2 separate regions of the Rattus norvegicus genome follow, and region 1 is linked to region 2. Evidence: chromatin contacts called from public Hi-C data. All regions are on one chromosome and are shown on one strand. The core of a region is the stretch at or near the end of the contact, and the rest is flanking DNA. Distances in the headings are between cores, read along the strand shown.

Region 1 (5,464 bases), core at 1,506-4,005, 330 kb after region 2:
TCTCACTCCTAAATTCCTTCTTTCTAGTGTTTATCATGATGAACATTCAATGGGAAAGTGAATAAAGGAACTCCTGCATAGTAACTGGTTTATAGCACTTGTTCAGTTAAAAACCTTAATAATGCCCTCATCCTTCCCTTATCTCTATTGGCCATGGCCAGTCACACTTCTATACAGAGGTACTTTTAGATTTTTTTTAGCAGTTTGGTTTCCATTATAAAGTTGTGATCTGGGCTACAGTTCTTGTACCACTCTCTAACGGGAACAAGAACCTACCAAGGGACAGTGCGCTTCTGGAATTGGATACAGTGAGCCATAGCCTGCCACATGGACAAGACAAGGATCAGTTCTCTCAGGCCAAGCCTAGGTTTGCTGTGAATTCTCATAGTTGCATCTCTTTAGGAATTTCCTGCTCTTTGCCTTAAATGTTCTTTTTCCTCTCCTAGATTACCTTTGACAGAAAGATGTTCTTGGTCAAGGTATATGGTGTACAGAATACATTACAATGCAATAACTCTGCCCTTGTGGCCATCTCACACACACATAACTTTGAAAACCACAGAACCCTTGTGAAGGATGGGAAGTCACCTTTCCTTTTGTAGGAAAGAACAAACAAAATTTTTCCCAGCTGCTCAGCTATTAGAAGAAGATGCATTAATAGGGTGAATTTTTCTTAGTTTTGTTCAAAATATTTGCCACGATTCAATTATCTTTAGATGGAACTATTTCTTGGTTATCTCCTAGAACCTTTGTCTACTCTCTAACCTTCAGATAACAAGCGATCAGGTAACTGTTAGCATTGTCTTTCTCTGTGAGTTCAGATTTCAGGTTCCGTGTCACACATCTAGCTCCTCGTTTTTTCCTTTCCTGCCCCAAAAGAAAAACTCTGATCGAAGCGATGCTAAGGCCAAGGCATTACATCATAAGAACAAAGATTCTCCTGCACTCTTTGATTACATGGAGTTTGACTTGCTTTCTGCTTCCCCTTTTAATCTATATAATAGGAATTATCAATCACAAATAACTTTTTTTTTATTAACCTTGCCTCTGAATGTTGTCACAAGAACACCAGTACAAGCCATGCTCTGACTATGATCATATAGCCCCAAAGATTTCTGTTAGTCCAGAGTTTATGGTGATGGCCTGTTGAGAAAACACGCTATGGCTTTGTGACTGTCCTAGAGACAGAAGGGGATAGCCAATCTCCTCTATGCTGATCTGCGTACTGACGACACCATGTCTGTAGTGTATATTTTTCTGGCTCACTTCAAAAGATACACTACGCATTCAGTTGTCCAGGTTCAAAGAAGGCTTGGCTTCCAGAGTGCTCACAACTCCTGTGCTACTTGTGAGACAGTGGTGAAAGTCACCTCAGGAATGGTCTAGGTGCTGAACCTGAGGAAGGACACAACCTTCTGTCTATCAAAATGACCTCTTGGCTCCAGACTTAGATTTGAATCTTGCTCTTCTGAAAGGAAAAATAAAACCTTCATTTTCATTCTGCTTTGTCAGGAATGTTTTTGCTCTTCTCATGCTAAGCACATCACTCTCAAAAAAAAAAAAAAATCAGCTTCTCAGATCTAACCGTGACCTTTCTGATGGAAAGCAAATGTCCCCGTTTTTACCAGCTGGAGGCTGTGGCTTTGGGCGCGGAATCGCTCAAGGTGATTTATCCGTGTCTGCATCTTTAATAGACTCACTTGAACCTGTCTTGCTGATGTCTTTCCTGATACTAAAGGGAAAGGCCATTTGAGAATAGAAATAGCAGCTCCAAATCTGAGCTGAATTTGCCTGGAGAGTCTTGATTGGTTCTGTTCGGATGACTCACTTTACAGTAAATTCCGAGTCCATGGTCAGAAATTTTGTGAGTATGAGTCAGACAGAAGAGAAGCTTAATAAAATACCGACTGGCAGCCCTGGCACTCCACATGGCAGTGGTGAATGCATAGGCCCTTATAAACTGGCTTCGGAATGGTCTTTCTGGGAATATCTGTGTGCTGCAAAAAGGCTCATTCTTCCTGCAGACTCCCGTGTGCTTTCCTGAGAGAGAGCCAGGGAAGCAGGACTTTCGTGTTCTTGTGTTTTAATCACTATTGTGGCAACACAGGGTAATATTATTGTAGCATCCAGCCAGCCGAGGAGAGGAGATTAAATATGATTTCCACAGCAATACATTAAAACTCCGAATGAGCCCGAGGAGCTGTGGTGACCTCCAGTGAACCCTGGCTTCATGGCTCAGGAGCAAGATGCAGCCAGATTGAGAACAGGATGGATTTTGAGAAGAGGCAGGTTCTGCCTTTTCTGCCCCACTGAGCTCTCTGTGCCCAGACCCAGAGCTCCTGGCACCAAAAGAAGAGAAACTGGCAGAGTCTCAGGCAGCACATTAGGAAAAGAGTCCAAAGGGATTTTATTTTAAATGAAAAGAAGTGTTTCTCGTGCTGATCTTAAATCCCAGTGGTCACCAGAGGTCCTGTCTGAACGACCACATATCTCTTTGGAGCACTTAACTACGTGCCTCTCGAGAGAAATCCTAAGGATGACCTTGAAGTCTCTGGAGTCTCTCGTCTTCCATGAGACAGATCATATTTTTGTAGTTTGAGTTCAAGTCTGCCAATCTGCATTAGCATAGCATCTGCCTGGTTACCAAGACAATGCGTCTGAAGAAGAAAAACCAAGTGAGCATGTTCGTGGTCGTCAGGTTTGTGTCAGAAGCATGACTCAGCAGTCTGAAGACCACATGGCTGAGGTTGAGCATGCCAGGGAGCCAGAGCAGCCTGCAGGAGAGCTCTGGGCTGTCTTCTAGTGCATGGCTGACCACATCATGGGTGCACGTCATCCTCTTTCCACTAGGGAAGAGCCTGGAAAGAGCTAAGACACAAGGACTTCCTTATGCCAAGAAATCTGCATCTCACAACTTCTCTACCAAGCAACTGTAAAAACAAAGAAAACAATTGAAAGCAGTATACACGAATCTTTGGTGTTTAGAAGATCTAGAGACACATGTAAAAATAAGCAAAAATATGATGTCTTGTGATTTGCTCTGGATATTTCGTTATCATTGGTACAGAGAGCCAATGCTGACAGAAAGGCCCTTTTGCACACGCATAATGAATGTGTACAAGGAGGGAAAGAATTGTCAACTGCTATCATTCTTGCCCCTGGTTTGCTCACTCTAGTCTCTCCTGTGCCTAAAGCAATGCCCCTGCCTCATAATAAATACTCAGGAAATGACTAGCAAGTACAGCACATTTCCAAAGGCGCATTCTGGAAACACAACTTCCCACTCATCAAATGAAGAAAGGTAAGACACATGCAGGTTAAGGGCCTTCTCCAAAATGAAGGGGACACTTGACAGCACAGCCAAGCCATGAGCCCATGTCCGACATTCAGCTCTTGACAGTGCCACAGGTAGCAAGGCTGTCAATCAAAACCTCGGTACCTCTTCCCACAGCTTTATGCTAGGGCGCGAGGCTGCAGCATTTTGTCTCACTGGGAGTCTGTGACCCGCGAGCGATGGCGAACCAGAAGCACGTAGAAAGCATTACCTCTAGACTGCGTCTTAAGGTGTCAGAGGCCGAGTCTCTGCACTGATAAGAGTCCACAGTAGTCCAGCTCGAGTAGCGATGGGATGTGGCGATATCACCAGACACCAAGCCTCAGGATACGAAGATGCTCGCAAGAGGACAACTGCCAAAGGAGCAGGGCAGTGCTTGAGTAAGACGAGGTGTTGTCCCTTCTGCCCTTGCCTTCCTCACCATGACACCTTTATATCTCCCGGGTGATTCTCTGATTTCCACACCTTCGTAACAGTTAGATTATTTGGATGGCTATACGCAGAGTCAGAATGCTAGTTTGCCTGGGTTTTTTCTTTAATGATACCCTATGGATTTCTCAGATGCAGTTCCTATGAATTTATTTCGGTATGGGGTCCTCTGCTGTCACAGGAGACTTTCTTTCTTCTTAAATCAGGTGGCCTTATTTTAAGCCTCCAAATAAGCAGAAACTCACACTAAATACCACTGTGTACTGAATTCTGCATTCAGTATATTTCTTCTGAACTTTAGGGAAAGATCCTTACTTTTTGTAGACTTCAGAGGAATTTATCAGCATAGCCTCTCCTGACAGTCTTGTTGGAATACCAGACTCTTACACAAGAAAGGAGAAATAACACACTGTGAGGCTAAGCCATATGTGCCTTAGTCTTGACTTCCCATGGCACAGCAACTTGACAAAAATCTGATTATAAATCACTTAAAGCTTTCTTAAAGACAGGAAGATATGTCTTTTTAAAAGATTGGAAGGAAGCAAAGCATGGCCATCATAAATAGCCTTCGCTGTTTTGTTGCTGTTTAATGACTCGTGAGGCCAGGGAGTTGGCTCATCAGTCAAACGTGTTTGCAGCATCCCTGAGTTCAGAACCCGGTACCCTTATCCAGTTGCTCACAACTGCCTGTAACCCCAGCACAGGGCAATCTGACACCCTCTTGTTGCCTTCCCAGGCATCTGCACTGATGTGAGCATACTCACAAGCACATACATGTCAGTGAACATGAGAGACAAAGTGTCTTTAAATGTCCCCTAAAAGTGCATATTGAAGTAGATGTATTCCTTTAAGTGCTTATTTGGTTATAAATTTAATAGTCACTGTTAGTGCATTGACTCAAATTCACTTTAAGATTTCAGAAGTGAGGTACAGCCACAAAGGCTCATCATTATTAATGATAGGGATTCCGGGAGCAACTGTCTTGGCACCATTTCCTGAAAACTTGCTTGCAATCGCTTATGTGATCTTAGCCAGATGTATAGACTAGAGCAGACCTGAGAAGCTGGACTATGCTTCGGTCTCTTATCCAATAGCCCCTTCCAGTGTCAGAGCGCTCAAGCCAGAAAAATATGCAGGCAGCCGGGAGTTTACAGTAAACTTATAGTATTTCTACCTAGAGCTAGAACAAAGTCATGTGCTCTGAGATGTTTACTCTTCATCTATAAACTATTTAAAAATCCAAAAAGTGAGGTTAGACTACCATCGATACCATGAAAACCCTATATAAATATGCATGCTTTGTGGCTCTGGTTTTTAAGAGGTTATTATTGCCATGGTAGTCACCTGTACTCTCATGGAAATATATTGTTTAAATAGGAAAGAGTTTTCAACATTAAGATCAGCTGAAAGATTAAATGAGTGTATATGATTTTTATAAGCATGCATCAAATGCAGCATCTGCCCTGCTACAGTAGGAATAGATGAGCTAGGCTTGGAGAAATGTCTTCTGACAAACTTAGAAGGAAGTTTCAAGGCAGCCACACACAATTCTGTCTTCCTTTGCCTTTACTCCCTAAATAATTGAGAAAATACAACTCTCTCTCTCTCTCTCTCTCTCTCTCTCTCTCTCTCTCTCTCTCTCTCTGTGTGTGTGTGTGTGTGTGTGTGTGTGTGTGTGTGTGCCAGTTAAGTATGCTTTTT
Region 2 (5,330 bases), core at 116-2,615:
TAAGCCCCCGATGTAAGAAGGACCGCATGGTTATCTATGAGGCAGGCAGGTCTGGATAGGGAGGCTTGTGTGCTTTTCTCACCTAGCAGCTGGGAACTAATCCGCTGCATCATTCTTTCTGAATTACATACAGGACCTTGTGGCAATCATCGTGCCATTTCACAGACAAAACCTTCCGCGCTAAGTTTCTAACCAAACAAGCTAAAAGAATCCTGTGACTTCAGGTGGTGAGCCGCTCGCACACATTCTAAGGAAAAAGTGATGCGCAAAAAAAAAAAAAAAAGAGATCTGGTTGAACAGGTTTGCCTTGCCCACAAACGACGTTCATCATCACACTGCTGGAAAATTTCGACGTCAGTGGAAGATAATAAAATATGCGCGAATATAAAAAGTATTTCCAGACCATTGCTACTAGCATCTGGATGGGAATTAAAGGCAAGGGAGTATGCTTGGGTTGCTTTTTATGAAAAGGGAAAAGACATCGACTTATAAATAAGGGATCTCTGTCCAAATACCCCAGCAAGGCACGTCTGTCAAGGGTGGGGGGCGCTTTCTTAGAGCGATGAGCTCTCTTGGCGCGCTCTGCCCTCGCGCTCCCAGGTACTGCCCAGCGGCCCCCTCAAACGACCCCAATCTTCCCACGACAGCTTGGCCGAGCTGCGCGCTCCCTTCACCTTGCAGAGTTGGAAGTGCTCGGACTGGAGCGTCTCCTGGATCTCGGGCTCCCGGTTCCCAGGCGGGTGCTGCTGCTGTTGCTGCTGTTGCGAGGCCGAGGACGAGCCTGCGGTCAGGCCGTCCAGCACCTTCCTGATGTTGAATTTCCTCATGGTCTCGCCCAAGGGTCTCCCAGCTACGAGGCCCAGGTAGCAGAGGCACCGGCTGCTAAGGAGTCCGAGCCGCTGAAGCCTAGAGGCGGCTTCGACCGCGGGGAGCGAAGAAGCAGCGGGGAGCAGAAGATAATCCCAACAGGAAGGGCAGCGACGGCGGGCGGGCGCGCGGCGGCGAGCCCTCTTCCTCCGAGGCCGCCGCGGCTGCAGTGGCGCCGGACGCCGCCTCCTCACCTGGTCGCGGCCGGGCTCCCGCCGTCCCGCGCCGCTGCCGCCGCATCCATGACCCGCAGCCCCGCAGTCCCTCGGCGCGTCCCGGGCTCGGCCTCTGCTCAGCGCAGCCGCCCGGCCAGCATGGCCCGGACACCCGGAATCGGTCCCCGCACCGCTTGTCGCTCTCTCCCCGGCCGCCCGGCCGCTCGCTGTCGCCTCCCGTGAACCTCGGCCCCCGGCCCTTAACGCCCGGCAGAGCAGGCGGCGAGCCGCGGTTCCAGCGCCCGCCGCGGCGGTGGCGGCAGCTGGGCCTCCGCGGAGCGAGCTGCCCGGTGCGCATGCGCGCCGCCGCCCCCGCCCCCGGCCGGCGGCTTAAATCATCCTTCGCCGAGGACCAGGGGCAGCAGCTGGCGGACCCGCGGGCCCCACGGCCTGCACCTCCAGCCCTGTCACTCACAGCTCCCGCAGTGTGCTTTCAGGTTTGCTTTGTATCTGGGCATGCCATGGAGCGTCCAGGCAACGATTAGGTCAGTGGCAAGATGACAACTAATAGACACCCAAAGGGAGAGAAGCCCAGCCTCCTTCATGAAGGTGTTGCTGGAGGTAAAATGAGGCTGGCGGGTGGAGGATAGACTGGGATAGGTCCCGTAAGGGGAAGAACTCCAGCGACCCGACCTTGGTCACCCATCATCCCGAATCCCTTTATCAGGCAGGGTGGGTGGCAGCCAGCACTCCCCGCCACTCCTTGTTACAAAGTCCCGTCCACCTGCCAGTTTAATTAACCAATCGACATCCCCTTGGAGCCTCTCTGAGCTCATCGGGCAGGAGAAGGAGGTGAAGTTTTTGCTCAGATCTGACTGCCAGTGTTCCTACTTGTCTCCCAGAGTGCTAAGAGACAGATGAGTGGTTCAAGTTTGCATCGGAGAGAAATTGATGCTGAGGGCGGAGAAATAAATTCTTCTGGCCAGTGCATTCTATAAGCAAAGGTGATAGGGCTGGATAATCAGAAGGGGGAAACGCTGGAAGACCTTCTGTAGCCAGGGGGTCACAGCAAGAAGTCAATCTTAGGTTTAGTAAGACCCCGCCCCTACCGGGGCGCGAGAGTGGGGTGGGGACAGAAATGCTACTAAGATTTGTTAGTTCCGCACCAAAATCAGAAGCACCTCCCTTTGCTTTCTTATTGGCTATTTTCTCCCGTTCAGGACAGTCTCCTCACAGCATTGGCCTATGGGCAAGCGGAGCCGGCCTTCAAGAACAATCAGCAAACCAATCAGGTTTTGGGCGCAGGGCATTTCGGGAAGTGTAGTTCTCTAAAAGTTCTGTCAACCAAGAGGATGCCTTTCAGTTGTAACTTTTAAAACTTTGTCTTATGGTTTAAAACTTGTTGAAGTAGGAAGTTAATTCACGGGATGGAGAGGGCGTAATAAGCCAAACTTAAAGTCTTTCCTAAATTATTTGTAAGTGACTCTAAGCGTTTGGTTTATTTAATTCTCTGGAATACGTTCTGTCTAGTTTGACACATTGTATTGAGCACAGAGGACTTAAAAACGCAAAACTTGTCTTCAACAAATGGGTTCCTGTCTCAAGAGAATGACCTCCCATAACCCAATGTAAAATCGTTTAAGTTCAATGGTGGAGAGTGGGCGTGGGGCTGAAGAGGGACATTGAATTAGCCAGGGAAGGCCTGGAAATGGGGATAACCATCTAATGCTGAATGGGCAGGCAGTGATCCAGAGATTCACGAGGAGAACATCTTCCCGAGGGTGTAGAAGGAGGCTTTTAGAGGGTGGGTGGGAGGGGGAGCATCCTCATAGAAGCAGGGGAAGGAGATATGGGAGAGGGGGAAACTGGGAAAGGGGATAACATTTGAAATTTAAATACATAAACTATCTAATAAAAAAAACTAAGAAAAAATTGAACTACCTAGATAGCTTTCTTAAAAATCCAAATGGCCCCACAGAGAAAACTACAGAACAGGTAAATAACACCCCTGAATTCTATGACATGTTTTTTTCCACTGAGGTATCAATTAAATTTGTTGAGTAAATCATCACCACTTATTAAAAGAAACTCTAGGGAAACCACGGTTTTCAGTCCAAAGGCCTTGTGGTGAAGCAGAAGATCCCTGGCTTCAATATGCCTGACAGGATTTTCAGTCCCTGTCCTGACCATCTGTGTAAACATGGGCAAATGTATTTATTTTCCTCAGAAACAGATTCATTATGGGATATGCTTCATGTGTAGAAATGAGATTTATTACTTAACTGAGGGGAGGGGAGGATAGAACGAACAAAAATGTTAGTGTTCCATTGCTTTGCCTTCTGCTGCTCTTCAATTTCTTAGTCCATCAGGACCTTGAGATGAGAAAGAACTTTAAGGGTTCACCAAGTTAAGCCAGGCCCCTATTATTTTGCTGTACAGTTCTTGCTTTGATTTCCATACCTTATCAATCTCATCAGATTATGAATAGATCCTGTCACGGCCACAACATCAATCCAGAAGAGCCCTAGAATTGAAGATGAATGGATATCGGTTTAATGATATTATAGGGCAATGGAACATATCTGGAAATACAATTAGTTTAAAAAAAAAACAGTTAATACCCTTAACTAGTTACTAGCATAGTAGCAAACATAAAATGAGGTGTCCTCAAACTCCTTTTATTTCTTTTTTACACTGTGTTTATTTCCCTGTGTGTATATTTGGCGTGGGGTGGGTGCCACATACAGCGAGCACAGACCGAACAATCAGAGCACATCCTTCTGGAGATAATTCAGTCTTCCACTAAGTGGGTCTAAAGATGTCATTGACCTTGGTCGTCCAACTCGCTGTCACACACCTTTATCCTCTGAACCACCTTGCCAGCCTCTCCTGGTACTGCTTAGAAATCAGTTTCGACCGATTGCTTTAAAAAAAAAATTAGGATGGAAAATTTAAGAAATATATGCAAAAAAATTTGCAGTATGAAAATTTGGCATCGAGTAAAACGTTAGCAGTTTATGGTTCCGTTTAATTTCTTAGCAGAAAACATCTAATTTCACCTGTGGCAACTTCTCAGCAACAGTTCTGTTTCATCTTGATGAATGAATCACTAAGTCGACTTCAAGCAGTTCAATAGCTTCATGTCCTTGGATAAATGATGGTCTCTTTCTCAAACTTTTTCTTACCTACTTATTGAAGAATGAACTGTGCTGTGTCTAGCAGACCACTGACAACTTATCGATAAGTAGGCAGCATTTAGCTGATTCAGGGAGATACTAAACAATGCTGCCTTACTTGATACGGAGTGAAAAGAAATCTAAGCGAGCGCACACACACACTCGAACACACACACGCGAACACACACACACACACACACACACACACTCACAAATGGGGGGGGGAGGAGAGAGGGAGGGAGAGACCATTCAAAAAAAAAAATCCAGAATGGTATAACATTTCTGAATCTACCAGTCTTCATTATCAGATGTAATGGTCACAAGATTGATGAAGGAAGTTGGATGAAGGCCATAAACAGAAACTGTTCAATGGTGATTGAGATAACGTGAGAGTAAGTAATATTTGATTGATTGATTATTATTTATTTATTTATTTATTTTTACTGGCAGACTTTCTTGGAAAGTGAATAAAAATCTACGCCACTGACCAGCATTCATTTTTATTGACTTAACTTTAGTATACGAAGTCCCAGAGGGTTATAAGAATGGCAGCTAAGTAACTGGTTCATCGCGACTTAGAACACAGTATTGAATTGAAGTTACTTGCAAATTGCAGTGTGGATGTTCATTAACTCAGGCTCCTTTTGGAAAGGGCTTTCTAGACTCTGTTAAAATCATGGGCCTGGGTTTTCAGTCTGGGGATACTGTTCCCAGCCCACTGACTCAGAGGTAGGAACCTGAAATCAAGCAAACCCTTGACTAGGAATTCTGGGAATTGTGGATAGAATAATGAAGCTCCCAGGTTGGCTGAAGGCCATATAGAGATAGTCATATAGAGATAAGGCTGGGTGGTTTATTTTGCTTCATGTATATTCAACATGACGCATGAGGCTAAAGAGCAGCAGCTATCACTCCATTAACTCCAGGCAGGCAGGGAGTAGGATGTCCATTACAAACCTGCCACTCGCTCACTCCCCAGCTGTCTTCCTTAAATAACCATCCGCTCTCCTTTCCTTCCCCTTTTGTGGCAATTGTCTAAACAGATTCCTCCTTTTACAATCAAGTCTTTTAACAAAGATGTAGAACCTCACGGATTTAAAAAAAAAAAAATGCATGACTGTGTAGTCATTCT

Evidence for each region. Hi-C and Micro-C count contacts between places; a contact is called where the count stands out from the background.
Region 1: a Hi-C map of the A7r5 cell line shows a contact between it and region 2, with 2.1 times the contacts expected there. The contact joins the enhancer-like site here to the promoter of Stxbp5 in region 2. A contact is called at or near these places in 2 of 12 Hi-C or Micro-C datasets (the A7r5 cell line and frontal cortex).

The regions. Positions count from the first base shown.
Region 1 is chr1:6,480,091-6,485,554 of GRCr8, forward strand. No RefSeq gene overlaps it. Among named protein-coding and RNA genes, the nearest start is that of Adgb, 230 kb to the right of the region's middle. Within about 2 kb of position 2,756, at least 23 of the 93 cell types and tissues checked have an H3K27ac peak or open chromatin away from gene starts, as enhancers often do. A contact at or near this core is called in the A7r5 cell line, where this site is marked.
Region 2 is chr1:6,154,163-6,159,492 of GRCr8, forward strand. Stxbp5 (syntaxin binding protein 5) reads right to left here and starts at 1,366. Exons shown (of 28, transcript NM_178345.2): 1 at 675-1,366. The coding sequence starts at 827.